2 separate regions of the Rattus norvegicus genome follow, and region 2 is linked to region 1. The links are chromatin contacts, called in public Hi-C maps. All regions are on one chromosome and are shown on one strand. The core of a region is the stretch at or near the end of the contact, and the rest is flanking DNA. Distances in the headings are between cores, read along the strand shown. Region 1 has its middle 32 kb from the start of Rcbtb2. Region 2 overlaps Rcbtb2 (RCC1 and BTB domain containing protein 2).

Region 1 (4,878 bases), core at 377-2,876:
GAAGGGAAGATGGAGACTGGCTTGATTCTCTTCCCTGAAGGCTAGTTCTCCATTTGCTTGGCAGAGAGAGAGGTGAGCATATGTCAAAGATAGAAAGGCCTTTTAGCTAGTGTCTTCTCTGTTCTTCTCTTAACTCTTCCTTTCCTTATTCTGATGTCCAAATGGAAGCGTCAGCCCCAGCCATGGATACTGTGCTTACTGGGATTTTTAGTTATGAAGTAGATAGCAAGATGATGTAACATCTTTAGTTTTTGTTAAAAACTCCTCATTGGATGATAATGACAACGACGATTTGAATGAGAGCCTCACTATGGATTCCTCACTGGCTTGGAACTAGTCATCCTCCTGTCTCAGACTCCTGAGTGTTGAGATTCCAAGAATATGCCACTATGCTTGGCTAAGGGATATTTATTTATTTATTCTATTTTTTTTCTTAAGCTCAATACTCATTTATGGAACCACTTCTCTGGGACAGTTCCGGGAGGAGGAAGGAAAGGATTGGTTAAATCCAGGGCTTTTTTTGTTCAGCATATTTAGATTTGGTTCCGTCCAAAGCGTATCAGGAGTAAGGCTGCCCTGTGTGAGGAAATGGCACTGAGGCCAGACACTCCTTGCCCATCTGGCCCAGCCCAGCGATAGCCCGAGAGTTGCTCTCTGGAAGGGCCTGACACACCTGCTCACAGTGAGATTCCTTTGACTGAGGCAACACCCCATTTTCCAGAGCAAATTAGACAAGCACTCAAACGCCCTGGTCTGGGCAATTAACACCTTCAAGTTTAAACTCGCCTGCAGATAGCTTTGCCTGAAGAAGGGAGCAGACGTCTGGGTTCTGGGGAGCAGCGGGTGCCTTCCAGGGAGGCCGCACTGGAAAAGAGAAACTGGGCAGCTGCTAACAAAACTGATTCCCAGCTTTTCTTTAAACCAACCCCCCACCCCTGCTCTGTCTTTCTTTGATAGAGGGTTTCTGCAGCTCCCAGGGTGAGCCAGGGATTGTCTGTCTGGGTGGATCACCTGTTCTTTAAATACAAAGGTTGGGCCACTTATTCAGAGCCTGGCAATCATTAACCGTGAGGAAACCACGTGATTTTCCTAATGGCGTGGCACCAGATAGTCTCTGAACCCTATAAGCCCTGTAAAAAGCTGTAATCAGATGTGGGTGTTGGTGCTACTCCGGCATTTTGTGCCAACTAGTGCTAAAGTCCATTTCAGTTATAGATGGTGCCTCCTGGGGATAACTGAGCCCGGTGCCATCTGAGCCAGCTAGGCAGCAGGGCCTCAGGGAGGTGGGCGATCTGTGTTGGGAGTATTACAGACATGCATTTTCTTGTGTATTTAACCAGAAACGGTCCAGAGCTCAAAATAACATAGCTTTTTATCCATTTGACAGTTTTTGAACTGGTGCTGAATCTTGTTTTAGAAAGTGGACAGCAAAGTTAAAGACAAAAAACAAACCTATTGAGTGGGGGCAGGGGTATGGTGGATTTTGCCTTGGACAAACGTGATGCACACTTTCCGTTCTCCTTTTGAGGCTCCTCCCTTTTTCAGGTCTCGAGAGCTGACGTTTAGATTTATTCATGCTTAAATTTCCTTGGATATTGAAGGAGGAAAGTTGATGATCTCTTTGCAGGGATATGCTGCCCCCTGCAGAGCAAAACTAGAATCTCTACTTTAGCGGTTCGAAGAGGAGGCTGATGAGTATGAAAAGAATCAGAAAGCTCAATGTTCTTTAAGTTTTGCTCACTACTAGCTAAAATATTTTTGAATAAGCACGTTTCCCCTTGCACATCTCCTAGTTAACCATTGGCTTGTGCCACAGCTTTAAGTGCAAACGCCGACTCTCTCACATATGTTCTGTGTGTTAAGGCATCACAGATCTAGTCTCTAGAAACATCCTCTGTGGTGCTCACTGGATGGCTTCCCATCAACCTCTCCTTATGTCCTGGACTCCATCTTGATCCCAACTCTATGTGAATTTCCATTTCCTGTTCTTCTAAAAAAAATAATAATAGAGATGTCAGGTTTAGCAAATAAAAAGATAAAGAATTCTGGGTGAATGTGAATTTCAGATATAAAACAAATAATTTTAAGAATATACAGCACATGAGACTTATTTATGCCAGAAGATAGTTGTATTTCTGAAATGAAGTAGAATGATGCATCCTGTGTGTTGCCAGGCAACACCACACCACAGGGATGCAGATGCCCCGATTCTACACGAGAAGGTTTGCTCTTTCTATTTATCCCTTGCCTCAGGAAACATGGCTGTGTCGGAAACCATCTCCCTACTCTAAAAGGAACATCCACTTTTCCTCTACAAAAGTTATCAATGACATATACAAAACGCCCTTTTCATGAAACACCGTCCTGGTTTGTCTGATTACTGTAGCCATTGTCTTTCTATCTCTACCTCTTCATGGCCACCTGTTGCCCCTGGCCTCACATTCCTCAATAGCAGAAGGAACCTTTTATTTGAATGTTGGCACGTGAGGGGAGAACAGCTGTGCCCAAATCCTTCAGCTCTGTGGCTTGCAGACTGAATGCCCTGAGTTCACAATCTGACAGTAGAACAATCGCCCCGCCTACCCTGTTGCTAAGTGTCACTTCTGTAAATTAAAGATGACCCTCGAGTTTTGGATGAGCCATTTGGGTTGCCATGGTGACCTGTGGTTTGGGGGTCCTTTCAGCACAGCAGTAAAGGCTTCAGGTTTCACCCTCAGGGGCTTGTGCCTTGACTGCTGTCTCAGCTGCTTTCCTCCCTGTTCTTAGGTCCACAGAAAGGCATTTGTTTGGAGTTGGGTCAGTGTTCCATGTTTTGTCTAGTGGAAGCTGTTGTTGAGCTGCAAGCCAAGCTGATGCCTCGTTGAGGGAGGCAACAGGAGCAGACACAGTAGGATCTGGGCCACCAGAGAGGAGCATACTGGGCAATGAGGGTGGTGATTTAGTTTTTTTTTTTTTTAAGTGAAATAAAGTGCTAATTACTTGGGTGGTTACCAAGTATTAAAAATAACCAGAAGCCAACATGCGGTGGTAACTGGTAGACAGAGGGGCTCTAGACCTAAAAGATGAGGGGGGCAGAATTGGTCAGGTGGTCGTACACACAGGCTAAGCAAGAACACTGTAGAAACAGAATACCAATTCTATCAATGACTGTGGCCCTGACCCGGAAGAGCAAACACAGACCCAGTCCAATCCCAACTCCCCGCTATCTAAGGTCTCCAGTTACGATAGCCCTGTGGTACCAGCCCCAGCTTCCTCCTGTTGAGCCACCCAGACCTGGAGTGCCTTCATCTCTTCACCCTTCAGGTTTTCTCAGCCCCAGGTGAAAAACCCTCTTTTCCAGTTTAGTCTGCATGGAACCCCCTCTACCTGCCGGCCCCAGCCCTCGTCTTCTTTCTTTGTGGCTGTGAATGGCATGTGGGTGAGTCTGCATGCCTTTTCCCACCCAACATGCCGTACACAGACTAGCAGCCATAGCACCAACCTTTAAAAGCCCAGCTAGGGTGGGTAAGGGGACAGAAGACAAGCATAAGTAGTGGGTTAGGGTGATGTCTGTCTTAGTATTATATATACTTAAATAATATACAATATACAATATGTAATAACAGACATGTAATATGACATATTATGTACACATATTTATGTAGATATATGTTTACTCATTAAGATGCCCTCCATGTTGCTTGCTTGAAGTATATTCAACTCAGTCTACCCCCCACCCCTCTGTCCTCTGCATATCTTTCTGCCAAGCCTACACCTTCCTCCCTGAGATAACTTCTCTATGAGGTGGACAGTTTGGGGCCCACTCCTATTTGTATAGCAATCTCTTGATTCTTTCTTCCATACATTTTTGCAACAAGCCTTCTTGTCCTTTATGGGGGGGCGTTCCTCAGTATGTTCTAGTGTATGACTCGAGGAACCCAGAGGTGCAGTTGTGATTCCAAGTGTCTCAGACACTTAACTCAGTCCACTGCCTTGGAGCAGCACCTGTCCCAGTTGGCCATTGGGGTGGGTATTCAAACCATACTCTATGGACTGTTTTTTATTTTCTCCTTTACTTCAGAAAGCATCCCCTCACCCCAGAGATTTTTTCTCTCCTTTTAGCCCTTGGAGTGCTCTGCTCGCAGAGTGCATAGAAAGGTGGGAAGGAGGGTAGGAAAGTGGGAAGGAGACTCTCCACATTGGAATAAAGGAACAGAGCCTTCTTGTGCAGAATGTATCCTATCACAGAAAGAAAAGGGGTCGAGCTGTAGACAGCCTGATGCCAGATTTGTCCTCATCTGCAATCATCTGAAATCTTCCTTCCAAACAAGATGCACCAGGGCTTAGCTGCAAGCTTTCCCTGGAGGATTTGTCTAGGTGGCTTAGAGCCTTGATTAATTAATGAAAGACTGGGGTTCTATATGAATGCAAATGTCAATTTCCATTTCCCATCAAATCCCTCTCAGGCATAGCTTAAGGAAAAGGAGCTAGAATTCAAGGCTGTGGCTTCATTTGAATTTGGGTCCTGGGAGGCAGGGCTGAAGAAGACTCTGAGTGAATGCCACACTCACAGTTCAGCCTTGCTGCAGCAAAACGGAACTTCTAGAGGTGGAGCGCTGGCCTTTGGCACTGAGGTGGGTAACACAAGACTCTGGCAGCTACACAGCAATGCCAGAGAAGAATCTTTTGGGCAGAGAGGGATGATGAACTGAATATGTTGTAATCCTAACCTCCAAGTGACGGGGAGTAGAGAGTCTTCCTCCACCTTTCTGGGGGGTTGTGATAAGGTACCTGAAAAAGACTTATTTTGTCTCAGGGTTCAGAGCTGCCCAGGGTCACTTGGTCCCATCAGTTCTGGGCCTGGGCTGGGGCATAGTATTGTGGCAGGAAGGCCTTGGT
Region 2 (4,962 bases), core at 1,179-3,678, 61 kb before region 1:
ATGATGACAGGAAGAACAATCAATGGTTGCTCAGTGTGGGGCATGGGATCTCTGATGATAGGGTGATGGCGTCACAGACTGTGCACATGGAGCTAAGGTGAGGTGAATATCATTTACTACTCAGATAAATACATGTTATTTATTTACATTTTAAAATAAATTAATATAAATGTAATAAATGTGATTTAAGGGCTGGAGAGATGCTCAGACGGTTAAGAGCACTGACTGCTCTTCCAGAGGTCCTGAGTTCAATTCCCAGCAACCACATGGTGGCTCACAACCATCTGTAATGAGATCTGATGCCCTCTTCTGGTGTGTCTGAAGACAGGTACAGTGTACTCACATACATGAAATAAATAAATCTTTAAAAAAATAAATGTGATTTAAAACATTTTTGTCTTAGCATCACCCAGGTCTCCTTGGTCTGGAAAAGCCTTGCCCTAACCCAGCTTTCTTTTCCCCAGCATGGCTGTATTCTGCGCTGTCTGTCTGCAGGCTGTATTCTGGGCTGTTTGTCTGCAGGCTGTATTCTGGGCTGTCTGTCTGCAGGCTGTATTCTGGGCTGTCTGTCTGCAGGCTGTATTCTGGGCTGTCTGCATGGCTGTATTCAGGTCCCAGGCAGTAAAGTAAATCAGAGCACTTGGCCAAGGACAAGGACACACTTAGCAACCAACTACAGCCAGAGCTTCCATGGCTTATTCCTGAACAAACCCAGTACTTGTGGCCCACCTTGCTTTCCACATCTTGTCTCATATCCTTCCCTCCCATTAACACTTTGTGCTTTAAGGGCACAAACAGCCTCAACAGAGCTGCCTCTTAATCACTCAAGTGCCTGGCACAGTTCCCTTGAATACCTGAAGTGATTGATAAATGAATTAATTTCACTCCTCAAAAGAGACGAGCTCTTACTAATTATTTTAAACATTTATTTAGTGTGACACACACCCACAACAGCATGCATGTAGAGGACATGAATGGGAGCCAGCTGTCTGCCCACCATATGTGTCCCAGGGATCATTAGGCACTGTTGCCTATGGCCCACTCTTACCTAATTTTGAGAAGGACTTTGTGAGCATAAATATATTTCCCATCAACTAGAAACTTGAGGTCTGCAGTATCAGGGTTGTCAAATTCCCTCTTCAGAGACTCAGCCACAGTGAGGTGGTCGTCGGGTTCTAAGAGAAAGCAACACAGCTTCTAGGTTCAGTCATAGACAGTTGAACATGAAGGCAAAAAGGAGGCGCCCACTCACTGGGCATTCAGGAAACGCTGACTCCCCCAGACAACTGAAAGCTGCACAGGCTTTCGCCTCTAGACATGGATTCACATCTTTGAACAATCATTGTAAATTTGTCAAAACCAAAAATGTTTCCAACTATTTCACTAACTGAATTAAATTTAAGATGTCTGAATATCTAGACTGCTTCTAGATAAAAATAAAAGACAGTTTTCAATTAAAAAGCAATCAAATCAAATTACCTGTAATTAGTATTAGTGTTGGTTCCCAGTAGTTTTAGTTCCCTTCCCAAGGGCCCCCAGAAAGAAGTTCATAGATCCTGTACCCAAAGAAGTCCTAAGGTCACATGTCATGGTCCTCATTCTCAGAACTGTCCCAAGTGGACAAGGACAAGCTTACCCACGGAGAGAAGGCGCCAGGTGACAGCAGGGGTGGCAAAGCAGGCAAACACGTCATCAGTGCAACAGAAGTGGGTGAGGTGTGGAAGGATCACCGACTGGCCCCGGCATTGGCCCCACATGTACACGTGCCCGCCCTGGCTCTTGGCAGCAGATGTGTGGGCAGAGTGACAGGCTGCAATCTCTATGATTCTAAATTCACAAGCAGACACCACAGAGATGATTAACAGGAGGACAGGAGCTGCCATCTCTTTGCCAGTGACCCAGACTATGCTGACAGAAGTGGGTAGGGCCAAGGAACAGAAAGAACAAAGCAAGACTTGGATACCCCACTTCCAACACTTTCAGTCACCAAATGCTGGAGCCATATTTTAGTAACATAACATGAGGATCTATTGATTATCAATAGGCCTTAAAAATATATGCCATCTGATTTTGAGTTTAAAAAATGCAATGTTTTATCCTTAAAGGCGTTACTAATTAGGTAATGACCTGGATCATCTAACGTAGATCAATGAATAAAAACTCAAGGTGGGATGGGGTTCTATACATAAGCACTAGCCCAGCAGGAGAACTACCCTGGCCTCATCTCTGTCACCAAAACCAAACCTTCAGTTACTTTAAAAGGAGAGGGCTGAAAAGTCACCCTGGCTTCTGCTCTGTACAAGGAACTCAATGGTTTTTGTTTTAATGCCAGAGATAAACCCTGGGACTTCTGCATGCCAGGAGGATGTCTTATACAGAGTGGCTCCTGGGCCTTCTGCACACTAAAAGGATGCAATATACTGAATGGATCCCTGCATGTGCTGGGCAGTGTCTGATGCAGCAATCAGCACAGCAGGGCCTCTACACTGCTGCTGCCATAAAAGGGCAAAATCAGAACTTCCTTCCCTTTCTTTTCACTTCTACAATTGGGCAAGCTCACTCCACAAGATAAAGTGTGCCTGTGTGCTGAGCTAAAGGAGGGTACAGAAGGAATGAAAGAAACAAACAGAAACAGACGGTCGGTCAGCCAAACCACAGGAAAATGAGTGACTGGATTAAAACAGGGAACTACAGTGTCACGCAATGTCAGTGGGACTGTTTGTGGCTACAATACTAATCCTGACCCCTTAGATTGGTTAAATAACTTATTTTCAGATCCATACCTGGAGATTTAGCATAAGAGATTACGTTTGGGCTTTTAGTCTCATTGGTCAGGGCTTGTGCAGGACAAAGCCAGGGCCTCTGGCAGTTAACTTACCACTGTGCAGCTTTAAGTGAAATGCCTCTGATTAGGGATTACATTTGAGCCATCCACTTGGGTTGATAGACCTTGCCTAATCTCTTCTAATATTTGTGTGGTTGGATCAAGGAGCTGATTCCCACATCTGGTGCTCTGCAGAATGGCCCTGTACAATGGGAAATGGTCCAAAGAATCTGGCTTTCTACTAAGTATATGCTTTTCAACAGATATGGAAAACAGGTGAAGTTAGCCAAAGAAATTCAGCTACTAGAAGAAAAAGCATGCCCACTGCTCCCATCGATGTATTGGCAGGCCCCCACCTCACAGAAGACAGAAGAGCCTCAGTGGCAGTCATCAGAGCATCCTGGTTTGGGTGCAACACTAGCTCTGAGGCAACAGTAGTTTGTACAAGCCAAATCATTTATAGTCTTATCAGTTTTGTTGTATTTTTAAAGGAAAAAAAAACAATGTGGGAAGAGCAAAATGCACAATGTATAGACAGGGTACAGGCTACCAAGCAGCCACTGTCCCAGAGGCACTGTGATACAGAAGACTGGGGCATCAAGAGCAGCTTCTTCAGTGACTAACATCATTCAAACAGACATCCCAAGGGACAGACTGTGGGAGCTCAGCCTCCACCAGGAGAGAAGCAGCAAAAGAGAGTGTGGCAGTCTACCAGTTCTGGGAGGTAAGACAGCAGGCCTGAGAGCTACTGGGCCTGGCAGACTCTGGATTTGTCAGAGGAACACAGAGCCTATGAGGCAGAGAAAAACCTATAGCCAAGCTACAGGCAGAGGGAGGGAAGCATAGTAAGACAGGAGAAAGGCACTGATGGAGCTTCTCACTGGAACAGACAACCCAGTGTGGGGCCAGTAAGCCATGGGGTTTGCTAGGAACCACAGTGTCTCTTAGAACAAAGGCCCATGAGCTCAGTCCTTAGCTAATGTGACAAGTGAGTGGGAGAGAGCTCTGCACAAGGAGGGGAGGTAAGAAGACAGTGGTCTAAGGATGATGTGCATAGCAGAAAAATTGGGGGCTAGTTGGGAGGACCCAGAGCAGGGTCCTACCATCTACGCCCCATCTTCTGTGTAGCTGATGAACACAGGAGGAGGAGTTGGAGATGGCCCTGGAATGAGTGCCCTGAATGCTAAGGCACCTTGGTACTGCCTGGCTGAAGAGGCACTGTAGTGGACTCTCACACACACACACACACACACACACACACACACACACACACACACACGCACACGCACACGCACACACATGCACGCACACACACACAGATAACTAAGCAGCTAATGAAAGAGTTTTTTGTTGTTGTTGTTTTGTTTGTTTTGTTTTTGTTAAGCACTCAGACATCTTAACTATCACTGGCATTCTATGAGACAAAAGACTAAGAATCCAATTCCTAGTCATGGTTTTGTAACCATCCAATGGGCTCCTAAAGACCTCAAGAGGCCACAGCATTATCAAAAGTTCAAGGCTCGGCTAATTTTACATTGCTGGCTATAAGATGACTTTATGGGGTAAACGTAAGAATACATGTGCCAAACCCTTTAAAAGCTTTTCCTGTGGTTGAGCAGGGAATCCAATGTACACAGATTTTATTTTTCTTTCTGTATGAACAGGCACTAACAACTGTAGACTCAGCCCTGCCCCACCCGAAACACAATCACTTCCTAATTAGGTTTCCCTGGAAGGAGCCCCAGGAGAGTAAGAAGAGAGTCATGACCCATGAATGAGCCTTCCCATGAAGGGAAGGGAAGGATGGAACAAGTCCTAGCAGATTATAAATTTCTTTCTTGCCACATGCCTGCAACTGAGACCTGACCCTGTGCAAGCTCGGAAGCACAACGCTAGAAACTAAGGAGAGCAGGAGGATGCATTCAGAAGACCCGCCCTGCACTGCCAAACAGCGCTGTGGACACCAGCAAGTGCACAAGTGCACCGGCAAAACCCCAGGGTTCCAGTCAAGGGCGCTGGGCAGGGCGCTCAGAGCCTGTGACCCCTCAGGCACCCCATCACTCCCCTTCCCTACTTCTCTGTTTCCTGTTCTCTTCCCCACTTTATCGGCCCACAGTCTGCTCCAGAGTGGACCAGCA

The links. A called contact is a pair of places that touch in the nucleus more often than the background predicts.
Region 2: a Hi-C map of liver shows a contact between it and region 1, with 3 times the contacts expected there. The contact joins two enhancer-like sites. A contact is called at or near these places in 6 of 12 Hi-C or Micro-C datasets (hepatocytes, kidney, liver and 1 more).

What each region holds. Positions count from the first base shown.
Region 1 is chr15:54,699,344-54,704,221 of GRCr8, reverse strand. No RefSeq gene overlaps it. Among named protein-coding and RNA genes, the nearest start is that of Rcbtb2, 32 kb to the left of the region's middle. Within about 2 kb of position 1,626, at least 8 of the 93 cell types and tissues checked have an H3K27ac peak or open chromatin away from gene starts, as enhancers often do. A contact at or near this core is called in liver, where this site is marked.
Region 2 is chr15:54,760,662-54,765,623 of GRCr8, reverse strand. It overlaps Rcbtb2 (RCC1 and BTB domain containing protein 2), which reads right to left. Exons shown (of 15, transcript NM_199084.1): 11 at 1,637-1,827; 12 at 1,049-1,175. Among named protein-coding and RNA genes, the nearest start is that of Rcbtb2, 29 kb to the right of the region's middle. Within about 2 kb of position 2,428, at least 8 of the 93 cell types and tissues checked have an H3K27ac peak or open chromatin away from gene starts, as enhancers often do. A contact at or near this core is called in liver, where this site is marked.